3 separate regions of the Mus musculus genome follow, and all the other regions are linked to region 1. A link is a contact called in public HiChIP or PLAC-seq data. All regions are on one chromosome and are shown on one strand. Each heading gives the region's core, a stretch centred on a gene start, on an enhancer-like site or on the middle of the called end of the contact. The rest is flanking DNA. Distances are from core to core; before and after follow the strand shown. Region 1 holds the start of Halr1 (Hoxa adjacent long noncoding RNA 1). Region 2 holds the start of Hoxa5 (homeobox A5). Region 3 holds the start of Hoxa9 (homeobox A9).

Region 1 (2,700 bases), core at 150-2,649:
ACAGACAGGGGTTATGTCCGGAGAGCCAAGACCTAGGAATCCCCAGGAAGGAGCAGTCAGTAATACTGCTTCCGGTAGGCAAACTCTCCTCCTACCTTTTCATCAAACCGCCTCTGGGAAGGGACTGGGTGATCTCCTGAGGGCAGGTTAAGGAGAACAACAGCAGCCTGAGGAGAGGTTTCCTTCTTTTTCTCCTTCTGCCTTAATGCCCCCACTTTAAATAACAGCTCCTTTCTGCAGTGAAGTTGGGTCCCCTGAAAACCACTTGGCAGTGGTTCGCGGTGAACCGTGAATGCTGAACTGAGCCGTGATTGATTTCACTTAGAACCACACAGAACTGACTCTTCTCTATGTACAGTGCAGCTCACCTGACATCTCTGCTCCCAAAACCTGCTTACTAACTTAATAAGCCAGTCCTCCTCCCCGCCCCATCCCCCAGCTCTCAAGCCCGGGCGTCATTGGCTGAGGCTTGGGTTCAGGCTGCCCTGAAGTCTGTACTGAACCTTGAAGCCTCTGACTAGCTTGGGGTCACATTACTTGAGGCTATCCAAGTAGAACCAACTCTAATAAGGAGAAACCAGATATTCCTCTCTTCTAGTTCCCAGATTCCTAGAAATTTCTTGTAAAAACAGTTCCTTGCATCTGGAGAGACGGTCCAGAGTTAAAAGCACGTGTGCTCTTGTACAGGACATTAGTTTGATTCCTAGCGCCCACATGGTGGGTCATAACATCCATAACTCCAGTTCCAGGGAATTGGAAGGCCTCGTCTGACTTCCTTGGGTGTGGGGCCATATATGATGCACATATATCATGATGCAGGCAAAACATCGCTACACATAAGACAAAATAAATAAAACCAAAACAAGACAGTTCTTTATGAGAGCAACAGCAAACTCATTCTTTGAACTCAGGTAGCTGTGGAGTCCATCGGCCCTTGTACCTGGACATCTACCTACTTCAGGTGTTTTGAAATTTCCTTTCTCCGAATCTGTGACCAACATGAGTAAGAAGGGCATTGGCGCAAACTTACATCAGCTGTGAAGGGAAGAACTGGGAAAAACAAGACGCGGAAAGATAAAAGGAAAGAAAAGATGTCGATGTATTCTTACGCTGGTACCCAGAGACACTCGCACCTGCCTATAATCCAATCCCATCACTGGGGAGGACGAGGCAGGAGGATGGGGAGTTCAAGGCCACCCTCAATCACATGAGCGTCTATCTCAGAACCCCAACAAACCAACAGATAACAATGAGAGAGAGAGAGAGAGAGAGAGAGAGAGAGAGAGAGAGAGAGAACACAATATTGCTTACTTTCTTCAGCTGCTGGTTCTCAGCTACTTTCTTCTTCTTTTGTCAGCCATCATCAGTCAGGTTGTATCACCTCCGCCCACGGTCTCCCAGCTGAGAGGCGCATGCGCACTCACTGCAGACAAAAGTCCTCCCAGGAAGAGCCAGGCATGCATCTTCCCACAATCTGTCCACACGGGTCTGCTGTTTGCACAGCTGGGTTTGTTTCTTTCAATGGCAGAGAAGGGAGGCTCCAAAAAAACACCGGGCTTCACAAAACTTTTCACGGTCTAACTAGAAGAAATTAGACTAAGGTCCAGAGGTTTCCCGCTGCATTTTTAGAAGGCAACATTCTTTTATTTTCAAGTGTCCTCTCTTGTCAATGGGTGTGGGAGACATTACAGCAACTACTATGTAAATGTTGATAATTAGTTTTGATATTTGCCCCAGGGAAGTTCCTTCCTAAAGAAATCATTTTTTTCTTCTTAAAAATATTTCAATCTCATTCCAGATGGAATATTTGTGACCTTTCCGTGGTCAGAGCTGGTCCATTGTGTTCAGAGGCAGCATGGCCCACCACCCTTCCTTTGCACCCTTCCCTCAACAATCCCACGTCTGGTTTTTCAATTTAAAGCGACTGTTCACAGAATTCCCACCATGAAGGAAAACACTGTGAGTCAATACACGTTGGGCCAGCGCCAATGCTCAGATAATGAAGTCGGTGGTACTTACGCAAGAAGGGTTTGCCCCCGTGATGGTAATAAATCTTTCACTTGTGTGTCATAAGCACAGAATGCCTAGATGAATTCAAAGACCCTGCTTGGAATTAGTTAAGTGGGTTTCCCTGCTTCCATAATGAGTTTCACAACTGCTCATAGAACATAGCTATTAATTACTAGCGAATAGGCTTTATTGAGGTCTGAAATGGGGAAGAGCTATTTATTTGGAGTAAGTCTAGGCCATTGTAGGTATTTCCTTGTGTTGTGTGAACATTTACACTGTTAGAGGCAAACTGATGATACCACCTTATGAGACTCAAGGGAGCGGCTGAGCAGTGAGTGGGGAGACACGGCGCTATGCGATGGAGGGAGAAAACTCAATTCCTTGTGAAATGGTAGCTGAGAGCTCTTTCAGAGCAGGTGCACTGTTCATGCGCGGTCTCCAAGCTAAGTGGATCTCAAATCAGATTCTGTGAAGTAGAAACCACATTAAAAATTGTATTTAGATCCAAAGTCTCTTTCCTTCCCACAGGAATTACAATTTCTATCAAATAAGTGCTGAACAGTATTACCATTTCTCCCTTGCTATGGTGTGTCTAAGAATGGTTTGTGACAGAAAGTCTTTTTAGAGCCTTGCTTTCAACATGCGTTTATGTTTTAATGATATATCCTCCACCTGTAAAAATGTAGTTCT
Region 2 (2,700 bases), core at 112-2,611, 100 kb before region 1:
TCTAAAGGGCATCGCCAAATCGGCTCTGGCTACTGAAAAGAAAGGGTCTACGAGCTGGGCCCCAGCCCTGTCCCGGCCTCTCAGGATGCCCCTAATCAAGAAGCCTGAGGAACAAAGAGGAACACCCCCCTTCCCCGACAGAACCAAATCTCTCTATCGGCGCGTAACCGTCAGTGGGAGAGTAGCAGCCTCAGCCGAGGCAAGCCAACCTGGGTTTACAGCTTGGGAGCGACTAGGCTCCCGCAGGCTCCCAGCTCCCGATTTCCACTCTCAGCCTCATACAGCTCGGACGCAATCCACCTCGCAGCTTTCAGGACCCAAAGAGGGGGCCCAAGACCATGAGAGCCGCAAGAGTCCTGGCTTCCAAACGTGCCAGGGACGCCTGAGATGCCAGGCCTCTAGTAGAGAGAGTCTGCTCTCTTCTCAGCTACATTTGTGATTTACTTTCGTCTTTCGGAGCCCAGGAAAATAACTACGGTGATACTAGACACAGCCACGAAATGATTCCATTAGTTCCCGCAATTTATTCCCAGTGGTCTAAGCGAGATCCCAATAGCTCTACCCACCGATCCCAGCTTCCAAGCAGCCTCGGAGGCCGTTTGGGTATCAGGGCCCAATCTCTGGGTTCACCAAGAACCCTGCTACCTGGGGCCGGGCTGATCAGAGGAACCGGACCAGGGATGAAGATCTTCCAGGCTGGATAAATAAACAAATCAGATAGCAAACTAATGGCACGAAAAACATATTTGCACGGAGGAAAAAAATGATTCTGGTTATACGAGTGTATGGAATTTGACCTCGCCTCGGAGAAACACTACACAAAAGCTGTCTTTAATAGACGCCTGTGGTTTAAGAGCGGCAGGGGCACTGTCCTTCATGCGTTCACAAAAACAGAGCCGTAATTGTGGCTGCTGCTGTGGGCAGGATTTATTTCTTCAATTGGCTAAATCGTCTTCCCTTCCTCGAAGGTGATATCTGTGTTTTCAAAATTCACAGCTGCCGGCCGGGCTGGCAAACCGACCCCAACCTCTACACAAAAATAAGAGGGGATACAAAGCCGGGGAAATAAAGTTGTTGTAAATAATTCTAAGTCACCACCTCCCCCGAATCCTCTGTATCCTCGCCGGGCGTGCGATCGGCAGCTGACGGCCTCACAATTGGTACATCCTAATGGAACTGCGAGGGAAATGCAATAATTTTGCCATAATGGGCTGTAACCTCAATTCGACCCCGGCCCTTGAAGCCCGAGGTCGGAAGCGAAGCGATGCGCCCAGTCTCCAGCGGGTGGCGCTCGAGTCCGACTGAACGGCGGCAACGGGTGGCGGGGACGCGCCCAGGGCGCGCGCGCCACCCCTCTTGCCTCCACCCAACTCCCCCATTAGTGCACGAGTTTACCTCTAGAGGTCATCAGGCAGGATTTACGACTGGACAACAAAAGCACGTGATTCGAAGTCGTACCCCATATTTGGGTGCCTACGTAGGAGGGAACCGAGTACATGTCCCAGTCATTTCCATAATTCATCATAAATTGTGCAAGGGTGCTATAGACGCACAAACGACCGCGAGCCACAAATCAAGCACACATATCAAAAAACAAATGAGCTCTTATTTTGTAAACTCATTTTGCGGTCGCTATCCAAATGGCCCGGACTACCAGTTGCATAATTATGGAGATCATAGTTCCGTGAGCGAACAATTCAGGGACTCGGCGAGCATGCACTCCGGCAGGTACGGCTACGGCTACAATGGCATGGATCTCAGCGTCGGCCGTTCGGGTTCCGGCCACTTTGGCTCCGGCGAGCGCGCCCGCAGCTACGCGGCTGGGGCCAGTGCGGCGCCCGCCGAGCCCAGGTACAGCCAGCCGGCCACGTCCACGCACTCGCCACCGCCCGACCCGCTGCCCTGCTCAGCGGTGGCCCCCTCGCCCGGCAGCGACAGCCACCACGGCGGGAAAAACTCCCTGGGCAACTCCAGCGGCGCCTCGGCCAACGCCGGCAGCACCCACATCAGCAGCAGAGAGGGGGTTGGCACGGCGTCCGCAGCCGAGGAGGACGCCCCTGCCAGCAGCGAGCAGGCGGGCGCCCAGAGCGAGCCGAGCCCGGCGCCGCCCGCTCAGCCCCAGATCTACCCCTGGATGCGCAAGCTGCACATTAGTCACGGTAAAGCCAGCCGTTTTCTGATCCACGCGTCCGTGGGGGCGCGGGTCTTGGTCACTCTCTGTTCTCTGCAGCCTCTCTCCCGTCTCTCTCCTAGTCTCGCCTCTCTCCAGCCCGCAGAGCCTCTCCCTGCGGCTCCCTTTTCCCTGCCTTTCTCTTTACTTCCTCCCAATTACTGCAGCAGCGATCTGCATTCACAGATACTGGGGAGAGGGGAGGGAGGAAAATGGGGTGGCCGAGTAAGTTTAAATGTTGAAAGAGGAAGAAATTCCGTCTGGAACCCCAGTGCCTCGGAACTCTCTTCAGGGTCAGGCCAGCGGAGTAGGGCATGCAGGGGTAGGGATGGCAGTAAGGGCCGTGAATCGGGCTTGTCAGGGGAGATAATTTATGGGAAGGGCTACGCTGGGGAAACAGCGTTACTAATTAGAGCCCCCTAAAAGGGGCTTGGGGGGAATAAGCCAGGCGAGGGCAGGCGGGATTCTGAAGTTTGAGGGCAAGAGGGAAAGCGAAGGAAAGGGAAGAAAAAGAAATCGGGCGCCCCAAG
Region 3 (2,700 bases), core at 86-2,585, 120 kb before region 1:
CCCGGCTCAGGCTGATGCCCGGGAATTGTTTTCGTTGCTCAGCCAACAACCTGTTATCTGAGTGACCAGTACTCCAGGCTCCCTCCAACTCTTCTCTGCCATTTTCTGCATCCGGGTACTGGGCTTATTTCAAAGACCAACGTTTTTGGAAGATTCTCAGTTGAGCATGAGGTGTTGTGTGGTTGCATCCATTTATTATTTCTAGATGTGTATACAACTCATCCAAAAGAAAGCAGAAATAAAAACCTGTATACTTTAGGATCATGTTTCTAGACTCACAAGGACAATATCTCCTTTTATGAATTTTCCCCCTTTTGGGCCACATGTAAACAGCTGCTTAATACTCAGTACCTAATTCTTTGTAATTTTTCTGTTTTGAGACTAAAGTTTTAAAAGTATTTTAAATTAATAAATATTAATGATATTAATGATGATGGTGATGATACATATCTTCTCTGAATACAAAAAATGAAAAAGTCAGCCAGGAATACTCTACCATTTACTATTACAATTAAGAGCAGAGTTATACTCCTGGGTTATTGCTTTAATGAAAACCTGAACCTCAGAGGACTACCGGATATTTAGAACACCTTGGGTTGTGTTGGGGGTGTGTGTGTCTTGGAGGAATTTGCAGGGAAAGGAAAAATATTAGGGGGAGGGGACTGAGGCAGTCAGGACAGGCCACATCCAGTTCCTGGCGCTGACCACTTTCTTCTTCCTGCCGACAAGCGAGGGGGTGTGGATCCCGGGAGCTTCCCAGCCCCTCTCTGGTGGAGAGCCTAATATTTGGGGGAATCTGTCAGAGCGTTGGAAAGTGTCTCCTTGAACTATTTCTGAGGAAGAAAGCAAAAACAAAGATGGAAATGTCTCGGGTCAGCATTTTTGTGGATAGTGAAGTAATGAGAAACATACTCTTGGAAGGCACAAAATTCACACGTGAATTTAATTACACAGTTTCTAAGAGCTGTTGCTTTGTGTTCCAGATTGGGATGGGGCCACCGCCCCTCCCATTAACAACAGTGGCTGTGGCCTTCTCACTTTTTTTCTCTTATTCCCAAAGATTCTAAGGGGTGAAAAATAACATCCTCCATTTGACCAAAGGATGAGATTAAAGTCAATGTCCAGTGTTCCTCCCGGGTTAATTTGTAGCACTGGACTTGAGCTGTAGTTTGACTATGGGATCTCTGTTGTTCTGTTTCAAGGATAACCAAGGCAGGGGCGCTGGAGATGGGGGCGGGGGGGAAAGAGAGGAAGGGAGGGAGGGGAGTAACAAAAGAAGGAAAAGGGGAATGGGAAGGAAGGGGAAAAAAAGTGGGGTGATAGAGGAATAGGAGGAAAAAACAGAAGAGGGAAGGATACCAGAGCGGTTCATACAGGGCCCAGAAACTAGGCGAGGTGACCCCTCAGCAAGACAAACACCTCTTGATGTTGACTGGCGATTTTCCCCATCTCCAGTCTGGGGAGCGGGACTAGGCATACAGATGATGGAGCTTAGAACCCGCTGGCTAGGGAATAAAATTCGCTGGGCAGTTTGTGCTCAAAGAAGTGGGCCAGGGCGCTTGTGACACAATCAGGGCGTTTGTGACACAAACCCTTGAGGGTTGGCAGTTCTCTCCTTGGCGGTTGCTCTGGTTGCTCTGTGGGGCCTTCCCTGTGGAGCAAGGGTGATCTGGCCGATGTGCAAGCGCCTGGCTGGCTTTCCAGTCTGACTAGGGTCGGTAGCCCATTTTAGGTGGTTGTATCATCGACGGTGCGTCGCGACAGGGGCGGTGGTCACTCTGTTTGAGGTGGAGAGAGCCTTGTATTTGACTTTTCTAGGCCGGCCCTGGGGGCGCGCGCGGGCGGGGGGCTCACATCTCTGAGGACTGCAAGGATTATTTACAGGGTATTCACCAACCAAACACAACAGTCTAATTTAACCTTTCCAAGTCCTCATAAATTTTTACAGGGAGCCACAGCGAGGCAAACGAATCTGTTGGTCGCTCCTGACTTTCCACCAGCCTGTGTGGCTTCCGAAACAATAACTCCTTATGAAATATCATAAATATAGATTTAAATACAGTAGAGTGAGAATGCGATTTGGCTGCTTTTTTATGGCTTCAATTATTGTCTAATTTTATGTGAGGGGCTCTGCTGGCCGTGCTCACACGCGGGACCCGCGCCTTCCTGATGGCGTGATTAATTGTGATATAAAATAGTCCGCTTAAGAAGTGTGTGTGTCTGGTATGTGTGTGTGTTGGGGGGGTGGCAAGGGAGAGTACAGAGGCAAGGCCAGATTTGATCTTTTAATCTTCGTTGGCCACAATTAAAACAAACCAGATCGTGGAGCTGCGCGATCCCTTTGCATAAAAACATATGGCTTTTGCTATAAAAATTATGACTGCAAAACACCGGGCCATTAATAGCGTGCGGAGTGATTTACGCGTTATTGTTCTGCCGGGCGGACACGTGACGCGCGTGGCCAATGGGGGCGCGGGCGCCGGCAACTTATTAGGTGACTGTACTTCACCCCCCCCTGGTGCCACCAAGTTGTTACATGAAATCTGCAGTTTCATAATTTCGGCGGGTCGGGCTGGGCCGGCCAGGCGCGGGCTACTGCAATGGCCACCACCGGGGCCCTGGGCAACTACTATGTGGACTCCTTCCTGCTGGGCGCCGACGCTGCTGATGAGCTGGGTGCGGGACGCTACGCTCCAGGGA

The links. HiChIP or PLAC-seq counts read pairs in DNA pulled down with a chosen protein or histone mark.
Region 2: a contact with region 1 is called in an H3K27ac HiChIP or PLAC-seq map of embryonic stem cells, with 17 read pairs. The contact joins the promoter of Hoxa5 here to the promoter of Halr1 in region 1. A contact is called at or near these places in 4 of 39 promoter capture datasets (the 3T3-L1 cell line, 3T3-L1-derived adipocytes, embryonic stem cells and 1 more), 29 of 484 Hi-C or Micro-C datasets (8-cell embryo, the AtT-20 cell line, the BV-2 cell line and 17 more), 10 of 115 datasets of contacts at active chromatin or transcription factors (bone marrow-derived macrophages, cardiomyocytes, embryonic stem cells and 2 more) and 4 of 9 other capture datasets (adipose tissue, liver, macrophages and 1 more).
Region 3: an H3K27ac HiChIP or PLAC-seq map of embryonic stem cells shows a contact between it and region 1, with 15 read pairs. The contact joins the promoter of Hoxa9 here to the promoter of Halr1 in region 1. A contact is called at or near these places in 1 of 39 promoter capture datasets (3T3-L1-derived adipocytes), 5 of 484 Hi-C or Micro-C datasets (8-cell embryo, CD4 T cells, CD8 T cells and 1 more), 4 of 115 datasets of contacts at active chromatin or transcription factors (bone marrow-derived macrophages and embryonic stem cells) and 4 of 9 other capture datasets (adipose tissue, liver, macrophages and 1 more).

Annotation. Positions count from the first base shown.
Region 1 is chr6:52,101,648-52,104,347 of GRCm38.p6, reverse strand. Halr1 (Hoxa adjacent long noncoding RNA 1) reads right to left here and starts at 1,399. Exons shown (of 3, transcript NR_110440.1): 1 at 1,312-1,399.
Region 2 is chr6:52,203,248-52,205,947 of GRCm38.p6, reverse strand. It overlaps Hoxa5 (homeobox A5), which reads left to right and starts at 1,361. Exons shown (of 2, transcript NM_010453.5): 1 at 1,361-2,159. The coding sequence starts at 1,598. The region is part of intron 1 of Hoxa3 (homeobox A3); the gene reads left to right. Hoxa6 (homeobox A6) reads left to right here. Exons shown (of 2, transcript NM_010454.3): 2 at 1-1,090. All of the region lies in intron 1 of Hoxaas3 (Hoxa cluster antisense RNA 3), which reads right to left.
Region 3 is chr6:52,226,005-52,228,704 of GRCm38.p6, reverse strand. Hoxa9 (homeobox A9) reads left to right here and starts at 1,335. Exons shown (of 2, transcript NM_010456.3): 1 at 1,335-2,700. The coding sequence starts at 2,601. It overlaps Gm52902 (a long non-coding RNA gene), which reads right to left and starts at 1,201. Exons shown (of 2, transcript XR_003956434.1): 1 at 1-1,201.